Linked DNA regions of Sus scrofa: region 2 is linked to region 1. Evidence: chromatin contacts called from public promoter capture Hi-C data. All regions are on one chromosome and are shown on one strand. The core of a region is the stretch at or near the end of the contact, and the rest is flanking DNA. Distances in the headings are between cores, read along the strand shown. Region 1 holds the start of TRMT1L (TRMT1-like protein). Region 2 holds the start of TPR (nucleoprotein TPR).

Region 1 (5,849 bases), core at 2,879-5,378:
CAAAAATAAACTGCAAAAAGGTATCTTTAGGTTGATAAATCAGAATTCTTACTTCTTCATCAACACTGGATGATGAGCCTTTTCTCCTGGACTTCTCCTTTTTTCCCCAAGATTCTTTGCTGGACATTTTTAAAAGCTAAAATAGACATTAAAAACACATTATGTGATTTTTTATTTTTACCACCAGCACAACAAAAACATTAGAAATTATTCTCAAAGACTGCAGATTTATACAATAATTTCTGTATTTTTACCCATTCTCAAGGTGACAGGATTCTCTCATTGTTCCACTTTTACACATATCCTCCCTCATAATGATCTGTTCCTCTCCTCCAACTCCATCTATCACCCTCTAGGAATGACTCTAAAGTGCCTTTGGCCCTGACATCAATCAAGCATCAGATCACCATTTTCAATTGCCTTCAGGACTGATGTGTTTTGCCCCACCTACACCTCAAAACCAATTAGTCTTAAGTCTTCACTTTCCTGACACTCCTTTACTCAATGATGGAGACTTCAGGCAAATCACGTATGTTTTTTTAGCTCTAGTTTCATTTCAGGTAAAACAGAGGTAAGCAACCCAAAGGGTTTTTGAAGAACGCAAAACTATGGGTGTAAAAAATACCTTGCACAGGGTCACACACAGGAGGGTCTAAACACTGGCTCCCTGCTTGTCTTTCTACTAGATCCTGAGCCTCTTGAAGTGTACGCTGTATTAAAAATTTAGAAGGTGTTCATAAATGCCTGCTGAGTGAAGGAATTAGTGAATTTTTCTTCCTGAGAATCTGCATCGCTCATTCTGAGCCACTTCCAACTTACTCATCGTAGTCCCTCTGTCTACTACCCATCTCCAACTCACTTTCCCAGCCCTGCTCTGGATAAAGTCAATACTCCTGTCAAAAAAAGGAAGGGAGGAAGGGAGGGACACACACACACACACACACACACACACACACGGTCATCCCCTATGGTCATTAACACTCTCAAGATAGTGAAAACTACCCTGGGGTGGAATGAGAGACCAGAGACTGGGAACATCACCAGGTTTCTTGGGGCAAGAAGACATAAAAGGGGTCCAGAAGTAAAGCCCAAAGGAGAGTTTATTGCTGGTAGTGACATGTATTGACACTCTAACAAAGACTAGAAACTAAGCAACTGCAGCTGCTCCTGGTCAACCATGATCACAGTAAGTGAAGTTCTATAACAGAACATAAGTTATAGCATATCAAACTTTTAGAATGCTTAGATGAATATGGAAAGAAGAAAAATGCTGACAGCTAACAAAAATCTAATAACAATAAAAATTAATGAGTCAACCTAGACTTTTAAGAGTCTAAATTACCCAGAAATGTTGCTTTGTAAGAGAATTTATGACAATAATTGAATGCACAGTTGAGCTTCCATATTAGATTAATAATCCTTATTTCTCTTTCGTTCCATTCCATGGGGAGAAAAGATTTAATGAAAAACAGTAACTTCCAGGCCATAAATTGCTTAGAGGCAAAGAACTGGTATGTTACCTTTTACAATTTAAACCCATTCATGTTGGTCTGAAGTTGCTCTGAACACAAAAAAACACAATTTGAACTCTTAAGACAAACTAAAAAATAAAAAACACTGCAGAGAGTGGACTTATGACATCCCTGTATGTTTATATATTTATATAAGTGTGAAATTTACATTGGTTTTATGGAAATCAAAACATAAATTAAATGAAGGGAGACTTTCTGTGCTGGGCAGCCTCCAAAATGGCTCTTGATGATCTCTGCTGCCCTGGTAATTACAGTCTTATGTAGTAGTCGCCTGTCACAATAAAAAGAACTGATCTGTGTAACAAATAGATTTTTGCTATATGGCGGCATGTGGCTTGGTCAAATGAGACATTATGGCTTCTGTCTTTCTGTGTCTTGAATTGCTCACTCTAGGAAAAGCCAGCCACCATGTCCTGAGGACATTCAAGTAATCCAATGAGAAGCCCACCAAGGAAGAACTAAGATTTCTTGCCAGGGAGTTCCCTGGAGGCCTAGCAGTTGGGGATTCAGCATTGTCACTGCTGTGGTGCCGGTGTGATCCCTGGTCCGGGAACTTCCACATGCCACAGGTGAAGCCAAAAATATAAATAAATTAAAAAAAAAAAAAAAAGCTTCTTGCCAAAAGAATCAATTGGCAGGCAGGTGAGCCACCTTTGAAGCTGATCCTGCAGTGCTAATCACGCCTTCGCATAGCAGCGTTTCTGGCAGGTATCTTACTGCAACCTCCCGAGAAACCCAGAACCAGATAGAACCAGAAAGCCGTTTCTGAATTCCTGGTCCATAGAAACTGTAGGACAATAAATGTTTTCCTTGTTTTAAGCCACTAAGTTTTGAGATAACTTAGGCAGCAATAGATGAATAATACACTCACTTAATATAATGCTTCAAACTTTCAAGTCCCCTTCTATAAGATGTCTTAAGAGCAGGGACCATGCTTAGAAATTCTTATTAAAGTGACCACAGAATGCACAGGCTAAAATCCAACTCTTTTCATCTTTTGATTTCCAGCTGGTATTAAATGATGAGACTGACATACTGGATCAAGCTTTCAATTATCCATCTAGTTTTTTTAGAAATAAACAAATCCAACAATTCTAGAATGATGCATAAATAAAGTTAACCACTACTCACATCTGTGTTATAATGTGTTATTATCTCATTTTCAATTAAGTGTGAAGAGCAGTGAGGCAGTATACATTCAGGAATACGAGCTCAAAGTTGGGTATGCGGTCACTAAGAGGGCTTTAGAACTAGAATTCACAAAACCTTTGAGGGGATAAACTACGTTTCCACTAATCTGATTGTGGGGTGGGGGGGAAAGACCCCTCCACATAACTTCCAAATTTTGCGGGGGGGGGGGCGCTGGGGGACAAATTCCTGTTTGCCAAATAATCACAATTCCTCTCCCCTGGGTACTGAAACAAGTAGGAAATAAACAGACCCATGAAATTGGCATTAAGTATCTGTTTTATTAACGAGGAACCGAACAGGAAGTGCGAGTCTTGCACCGAAATTAAAAGCAGCTTCGCTTTCCTTCCTTGCTGCCACTAACATTCGGAAAATCCCTGGCAGAGCAGCCAGAAAATCCAGATTTTCCCCGTCTACCCCTGTCTTGAAGGAGCGCGGCTTAAGCTCCCACAGGCTCCGAGAGTAAAGGGAAGAGAAGTGTGGGAACCAGAGAACGCTAGAGCATTTGCCTTGTGGAATCTGAATCGCGTTAGTCAAGCGCCCCGAGCTCCACACACTGACGAGCTCTGGGCATTAAAAGCCTAAACTAAGGTAGGGCACCCACCCAAAAACGCAATACCCGATTCACAGGAATTTTACAACCATAGCGCAGCGCTGATACTGGGACTAGCTAAGTTAAAACAAAAATAAAGATAAAAGGAAAAGAGTCTGCGGGTCAGATGAGGGTGCGAAACGAAGGGCAGACCCTCCAACTTCAAGTCAACCAGAGTGAAAGGTGAGCTTCGTCGGCGGCTCGTAAACCTCCTAAACCCACAGGCTCGGGAACGAACTGACCAAAGCCTACTCCTCAGCAAGGGGGAGCCCCCCAAAGGCAGGGCCGGGCCAGAACCACACCCTTCGGAAAGCAGGCTCAACCCCGGTCCGCCCACAGTGGCCCCGCCCAGACTCGAGGGGCCCCGGAATCCCTCCGTCCCGTCGGCCGCCCACTAGGGCACCTGAGGCAGGCGGGGAGTCCGCCCAGCGAAACGTCAACGAGCCCCCCAGCTCCCTACCTTAACTTACCGGCGCTGGCGGCGGCGGCGGTGGCCACTTGGGACGCCCAGGCCAGGGGAAGGGACCCCGAGGGGAAGGGACCCCGAGCCCGATGCCCGGTGGGAAATGTAGTTCTGCGCTCGTACGCAGGCTACCGCTCGAACTCTCCGGGCGTTTGTTTAGCTTTGCACGTACGTCCTCGCCGGACTGGGAACGCGGCTCCGCCCCACCTCGGAGGCGCAGTGCACCCTGGGTAGTGCAGTCCTGGTTGGGTTCGGGGGTGGGCGGCTGGAAAGGAGACGCAGCGTGGAAACAACACTTTCTTACCTCATTGGACGCCGTCCCCAGCACGCTCCTGCGCAGTGTGCGCTGACGTCGTTACGCCTCGGGGAAAAGGAAGCGGACGGGACCGTGAATCGCCGGCTCTGGCTTTTTATTTTTCTGCTGACAGGATTGGGTCACTGGTTCTTCGTCTTTTGTCTGTTGCCCGCATCCTGCCCTCCCCTTTTGCTGCCCCACTCCTCGGATCCGTCCTCTGGGCGTTCACGCCAGTTCTCTCACCCCGCCGTGAGCCCCTCCTGGTCCCGGGGCGGGCCTGGCACGGAGGCGGTAACTACGGAGAATATGGCGGAGGAGGAGCTGCTGCCCCAGGAGAAGGAGGAGGTGGAGGGGGCCCAGGGCCAGGTCCCGACCCCGGCCCTGGATTCGGCTCCGGCCTCGGCCCCGGCACCGGACTCGGCTCCAGCGCCGGCCTCGGCTCCCGTCCCAGCCCCTGCCCTGGCCCAGGCTCCGGCCCTGTCCCCGTCCCTAGCCTCTGCCCCTGACGAGGCTGAAAGCAGTAAGTGCCGGAGGCCCAGCTCTTTCTGCTGCAGCAGAAGTGCGCCTTGCTGGGGAGTACGGGAGGCCCTTCTTCACTGGGGTGGCTTTGATGAGAAAAGGCGAATTTAGAGAAATGGGGGAAGGAAGGAGGGACCCTGTAGCGGGTAAAACGGGCACTGGATGGGGGAAGGCATCGCCGCAAACCTCGGGGACCTCACAGTGAAGCATATGCGGAGGCCAAGGGTGCTACGGACAGAAGGAAGTAATGAGATTGGGGGCTTCTTGATTAAAGGGGACCTATTTCTGGTACAAAAATAAGAAACTACACCTAATTGGGTAGTTTCCCTCGCAGCCCCGTTCACTAAGTCCTTCAAAATATGAAATAGTCACCGAGGCAACCTGTTCACTGTAGCAGACTCTGACTGCCAACATATATAAACCGGTGCTGATTAGCTTTTATGCCTCAACATAGACAAGAGATGGGTTTTTCTCATTATTTCATTCTTTGTAGCTGTTTGCTTCCAAAAAGAATTTGAGGCTGATGAGTGATTTAAGAAAGAATCGACTAAATTACAAATGTCTTCCCTCAGTCGTAAATACCTATTGAGTTCGTTTTTTCCTCGCAAGTCCGCTGTTGAAAATTAACAGCCTATATTATTGTGCTTCTGAATGTGCGTGCATGTTTTCTAAGTGGTGCTTTATTGGACCGTAAAGGAATTTAAAAGATTGATGAGTAACTCACTGTTAAGAATCTTCTGAACATTTTTAATGTAAAATCTAAGCAAGTTTTCTTTTAAAATTTTTGTCCTGAAATTGACCCTTATGCTCTTTCTGAATTATAACGAAATATCTTAGGCATTTCTTGTCTCTCCTACTTCAAGGCCAGTTGTGAGATTAACGTTTATAAAACATTTGGATGGTTATGGTCTAGTGGAATTGTTTTGCAATTTTAAAACAACATATAAGTTGTTACAGTAGATTTAGAAGTAGGGCAGATCATAGAAACGACGCAATCAGTAGCCTCAGGGAGGCTTCTCCTCATCACAGAGAGGGTGGTAATAGGTACAAAGTAAGGCCAGTTTTTTCATCCACAACTACATGGGGGGCAAGGAGGTACACTCCCCTGAGTAAAGTATCCTCCCTAACTCACCTCTAGATCAAATATTTATGTAAATCAGAAATGGTTTAGCATCTTTAGGGAATGCATGCTTTCTCCACCTCCCCAACATCGAAAACATGTTAAACATAGTTTGGGACTCTGTTCATACTCCAAAATTT
Region 2 (5,666 bases), core at 2,887-5,386, 1.2 Mb before region 1:
CTGGGAGTAAGAAACAGGCCAGCTTGAAAGCTTGAGGAGAAGGAGAGAAAAGTGATGAACTATGGAATAAAGAGAAAGAAGCATGAAGAATCCAGGCAGCATGGAGACAGATTAGAATTCTCCCCTAAATTGCAGGAGACTTATCTGCAAGGTGGTGGTTTTGCTGAGCTCTAGAGACAGGCTGTGAGCAGTAAGGCAAGTTGGGAAGAGGCTATTTCTTCCCTGACCTTTTATTTTTCACTGATCACATCTTTTTCTAAGACTCTTCTTCTCTTAACATTTTAAAATAAAGAGAAGTACAAAACCTTAAATAAAAGGTTCCTGGCAAAAAGAATCCCATTCGAAGACACCAAGTAGCATGAATCAAAAAGAATTCACGTTGTTGCTGAGAGAGGTGATTTGTCTATCTAATGAGATGCCTCACAGGGTGGTACCTGCTAGGTGAACAGTGCATCAGATTTGTAAAAACTCTGAGAACATACGGGCCTCCCAGGGCTATACTGACATTAACGGAATGACGCTGAAAACTAGGATATCATGAAGGGCTGTGACCGCACAAATCCTTTGCACAGTGCATCCTTTATAGTAGTAACATGGGGCACCAAATTGTAAGAGAAAGTAGCTTAGAAATGTGAAAACAATCAGAATGAATAAAGTTATCAATGTGATTTGAGGATTTTAAAGCAGCATGTAAAAATATCCAGAAAGAAAAGTGTCTTAATAGTTTTATTTGCTATTAGGCCTCAAAATCAACGCTTGGGCCACAGTACGCTCTCCCCCAAATAGTGCTTAGATGAATGTAGCCGTCGGTCTGTGTGACTCTCCTTTTTTAGTTGCCTTGTACTGCTGACCAGTTCTCCCTGCTGATTAACATGTTCTTCTTTCAATTAAATCAGTGAGTGTTTATGCTTTTTAAACTAACTGTTCGAAATGTCTATTCCATTTTGTATTGATTTTTAAGGTTTAACTCGAAGAGGGAAATAAAATTGGTCTGATTTCCAAATTTCTCTCAATCCCTTTCCCCTCTCCTCTACTGAATCAACATTTTTAAAAAATTCAATAAATGGGTACTATAGTACGTAACAAAATACATGACTTCCATTTGCTATAAGTCTGGGATAAGACAAACCAGAAATAGGAATAAAAATGTCAAAAGCTACTTTTGTAAATAGGACAAATGGGAATTAAGATTAGAAGGGAGTAAAAGTCACGTCGGAAAGACAATACAATATGAATAATCTGGTCAGTAAAATTCTAATTTTGGAGTTGCTAAATTTTCTTTTGTCTTCTTTTAGGGCCACACCCTGGCACACGGAGGTTCCCAGACTAGGGGTCAGATCAGAGCTGTAGCTGCCAGCCTACACCACAGCCACAATGCAGGATCCGAGCTATGTCTGTGACCTACACCACAGCTCACAGCAATGCTGGATCCTTAACCCACTGAGCAAGGTCAGGGAACAAACCCGCATCCTCATGGATACTAGTCGGGTTCGTTAACTGCCAAACCAAGATGGCAACCCCTGGAGCTGCTACATTTTAAGTTACTTTTACATTGTCAAAAGAAAGTATGTTCTGACTTGGGCAAATCTGGGCTACATTCTTACTCCTTATTCCATCCCTCCATCCCCTAACTTGAGTTTACTGTTAAACAGCATATCTTAATTTTAAATAAGCAGATAATTTATCAATAAATGCACAGGAAAGGATACATACCTGCCCTATTAAAAGACCAGAGACAAAAGTCTTCCCTTGAAGATTGAGGTTTGAAAGATACTGGCCAACAGTCTCTTCTACAATGTATGTTCTTCCCATTATTAAGAACTAATTCAACCTGCTAAATTATAAAAAAAAAAAAAGTATACATATATATACACACATACATACACACACACATATACAGCACTTTTAGGGAAAAAATATAATTTACAACGTTTTCTCATAGGAGTAGTATACAGAGAGCAGTTGTTCTACCCTGATACTATCCCATACCTTGCAGTGATTACTCAGTCAATAGGGTATACTTTCTTGCAAAGTTCAAATGTAGCTCCAGAATTCTCAACGAATGTTGCAGGAAATGACTAACAGTAAGTCACGATGACATGCGTGATAAAACCTATTCCCATACCCTGGATAAAGAAGAGAACGCTAAACTAGTAGTCAACACCCCTGATTTCTCATTTAGATCTACTACACCTTAGGTGCATTACATTTGATAACCTGTTAAGCCTCACTGCTCATTTATAAAATAGAAAAGATGCTAATTTCTGAGTTGCTCTGTGGGAGAATCAAGTTCATGCATTCAGTAGGCATACTATGAAGAACTACTAAGCGCTAGGAATTGTGCCAAGTGGGATAATGTGAATAATACTTAGGTCTGCCCTTGACTAACTCATGGTACAGCTGTAATTATGGAAACAGACAAACAGCAATGCCACAATAACAAACATTTGTAGAGCTTCCACTTTGTATAAGGTATTGTTCTAGGTACTTTACATGCAGTTACATTTAAATTCACACACAAAAAAAAACCCCATGAGGTAGGAGCTATATATACACCCTTGATTTACACATGAAGAAACTGAGGCACAAAAAGGTAACGTCAATTGCCCAAGTAACAAAGTTGCTAAGTGGAAAAGGTAGGATTTAAATTCTGGGCAGTCTGGCTCTAGAATCAATTTCTAATTTAGATTTCTATTCATTCTTAAATCCACAGTATTTAAAAATACCCTTAGGAGTTCCTAATGGCTGCGTGGGTTAAAAATATAGTGCTGCCACTACTGTGGCTCTAGTTATTACTGTGATGCAGGTTCAATTCCTTACCCAGAATTTCCACATGCCACAAGTGGAAAAAAGAAAAAAAGGAATACCTTTAAAATAATACACTCCACTACAAAAAATGTAAATCTTACCGTATGCAGTTCAATTTTTCCTGAAATGCTTTGTATCAGAAGCTTGCAAGTTGTCCAAACGATGATTTGAAACAAATCTACTTTCTTAGATTCTGGATTCCTAGTCTACAAAATAAAGAATTTAAACCACAGCTCATCTGAAAATTTATCTAATTTTAGGATTCTGTGAGTCCAAGTACAGAACATCTGCATTTTCCAGGTAGTAAGTCAATAACATGATAATATTGTGGGCCTAGAACATAATAAAGAAGTGCACATACCTGCAACCTTAATTAAAGTGTTTATAAAAAATATTTTGGGGGGACAAAAATCAACCTTAACCTCCCTACTGTTCTCAAAGGTCGTGGGGATAGTAGGGAGGATGACATATTAGGAATGCTTTATTTTCAAAAAATAATTTCACAAATTCTTTCAGAAGAGTAATCAAGCATGAAACAATCTACGGATTTGGCTTAGAAGTCACAAAACTACAATCTGGAAACAAGCTGTTCTTGGCAGGGTGAGAAGTGGGCTTTTTTAAGAATGTGTTTAAAAACTTCTGTTCCACACATTTTTTCCACTTTAAAAATATAAACACAAGGCAACATTTTCTGCAACCTTAAGTTGTAACATAAAAATTAAAAGTACACTTAAACTCCTGTTGGTTTCTTTAAAATCTCTTTCTGGAAAATGAATCGAGCTCCTTAAATTTCTGTTGAATCACTGTTACCCACCCCGCTGCACATACACAAAAAGAAAAGCAGGTCTGTCAAAAAAAATTAGGTCTGTCACAACTGGATTTGACTGTTGTACAAGAGCGTCCATCCATATGTTTACCACCCTCCGTCCCTTTCCTTCCTCCTGGAAAAGGCAGCGCTCTGCGCCCGAGGGCTCGAGCGCGCGCGTACACGTACACACACACACACACACACACACACACACTCTCTTCTCTCTCTCTCTCAGGCTGACTCACCTGTGCTCAGAATGTGCACGTGCGACAGACAAATCCGTCAAACTATCAGCCCCCAGAGAAGGGGGTTTAAAGTGCAAGTACCAGCCCCCAGGGACCAGATTCCAGCCCGGTCCCAATTCCACAGCCAATGAATTCATCAGAAAGCGACGGACTTCCCGCACCTCACTTCCCACTCCAAAGCCGGGGTGGGGAGGGGGGTCTCTCGAGTCAGGTGACGCATATTGATGACGCAACTGGCCCCCTCCTTTCACCGCAGCGCCTCAGCCAAAGCGACTGCGGTTGCCACCCCGCCCCCTTCCGGGAGCCATTGAGAGCGTGGCGGTAGCCCGGGGCCTGCCGTCAGGCCCTGCCAGGACCGATGCCCTCTAGTGGCTCAGTGTCTAGAAGCCGCCAAAGAGGACGACCCATGTCATCCCGGAGCTTTGACGGTAAGGTAGCCCTGCTCTTCGGGGAGGAACGTGAATGATGAGTACTGTGTGGCGCCACCTAGCGGACAAGTGGTCACGCGGCAGGCGAGGAAAGTCGGGGGGCGGGGAGAAAGAAGAAGGACGGGGTGGGGCGGAATTGGGCACAAGAAGGAATCAAAAAAACTACTCTTCCCAGAGGCCAGCGAGGCGCGACGTGGGTGGAGAAGAGAGCCGGAAAGAGGAAGGCAGGACGGGGTCAGAGGCTGCCTCTGAACCCGGATTCCCAGGGTGCACCGCTTCCGGCGGCGGGCGCGGGCGCTGTGGCGCTTTTGGTGCCGCCGCTAACGCAGGACTCGGTTTCCCAGGGTCCCGCCGCGGGAGTCTCCGGCGGGCGGGCGCGCGCGAGCCTCCGAGCGAGGCGGCAGAGGCGGCCGCCCAGGCTTCTGGGTCCTCTTGGTCTTCCTCGTTCATCGTTTCTGCTCCGTCGGCCCCTGGCGCCGCGGTCCCTGGCCCGTTCGACATGGCGGCGGTGTTGCAGCAAGTCCTGGAGCGCGCAGAACTGAACAAGCTGCCTAAGTCCGTCCAGAACAAACTTGAAAAGTTCCTTGCTGACCAGCAATCCGAGATCGATGGGCTGAAGGGGCGGCATGAGAAATTTAAGGTGGAGAGCGGTAAGTGCGACGCTCTTCCCGCCCTTATTTCCACGGCGATGGCTGGTCTCCCCTTGCAAGCTCGCACTGCCTGCGGCTTCACTCGATCGCTTCCTCGGCTCCAGGAGCACCCCAGGCCCTTAGCTGCTCCTCTCACAGTTTGTTTGTTTTTAAAATTTCAATCCACATTGGGTTCCGTTTTCTTTGTAATTAAGTCGGTTTCATTTAGGGACACCTAACGTTGTCCAGTAAACGGAAATTGTGTCTGTAGGTCGCAAGTACAATCACAGTAAATTCCGCTCTGTTTTCTAGTCATCTACGTTCAAAGCTTTTGTCTAATTGATAACTTCCTGCACCTCTTCTGAGTGTGTGTCGCCCTGGCCCGTGATGACCTAGATGGTCGCAAAAATGAGTACGTGCATAAGACAGCGCTGGAAACACAGTGACCGTTCAGTAAATGCTTAATATATCCAACTTCTCTCTAAAAGTTGGGGTTTGATAGAAAATGTATTAAGACCTGTTTATAAATACCTGTAGTAGTTTCTCAAATAAGAAAGTTCCTTGCAATAGTAGTGTGAACATCGTTGAAGAAAGATTAAGAACACAGTAATTACCGTTAGTAAAAGATAAACTTTTGTTGTGTGTCTTGGTTTACCAGTTTTTTTGGAGGAGGTTGATAACTGGCTTTTGCTAGGTCGATTGAAAATTCTGGATAAATTTTCACTTCAAAAATCTAAGTGTAATTATC

Evidence for each region. Promoter capture Hi-C pulls out the DNA fragments that hold promoters and counts their contacts.
Region 2: a promoter capture Hi-C map of liver shows a contact between it and region 1, with 15 times the contacts expected there. The contact joins the promoter of TPR here to the promoter of TRMT1L in region 1. A contact is called at or near these places in 3 of 5 promoter capture datasets (fetal liver, fetal skeletal muscle and liver) and 2 of 2 datasets of contacts at active chromatin or transcription factors (alveolar macrophages and skeletal muscle).

What each region holds. Positions count from the first base shown.
Region 1 is chr9:126,345,555-126,351,403 of Sscrofa11.1, reverse strand. TRMT1L (TRMT1-like protein) reads left to right here and starts at 4,128. Exons shown (of 16, transcript XM_021102636.1): 1 at 4,128-4,590. The coding sequence starts at 4,377. It overlaps SWT1 (transcriptional protein SWT1), which reads right to left and starts at 4,211. Exons shown (of 19, transcript XM_013979933.2): 1 at 4,080-4,211; 2 at 53-136. The coding sequence starts at 127.
Region 2 is chr9:127,538,863-127,544,528 of Sscrofa11.1, reverse strand. TPR (nucleoprotein TPR) reads left to right here and starts at 4,136. Exons shown (of 52, transcript XM_013977898.2): 1 at 4,136-4,289; 2 at 4,634-4,939. The coding sequence starts at 4,220. C9H1orf27 (protein odr-4 homolog) reads right to left here and starts at 4,081. Exons shown (of 18, transcript XR_002335971.1): 1 at 3,862-4,081; 2 at 2,910-3,014; 3 at 1,714-1,834.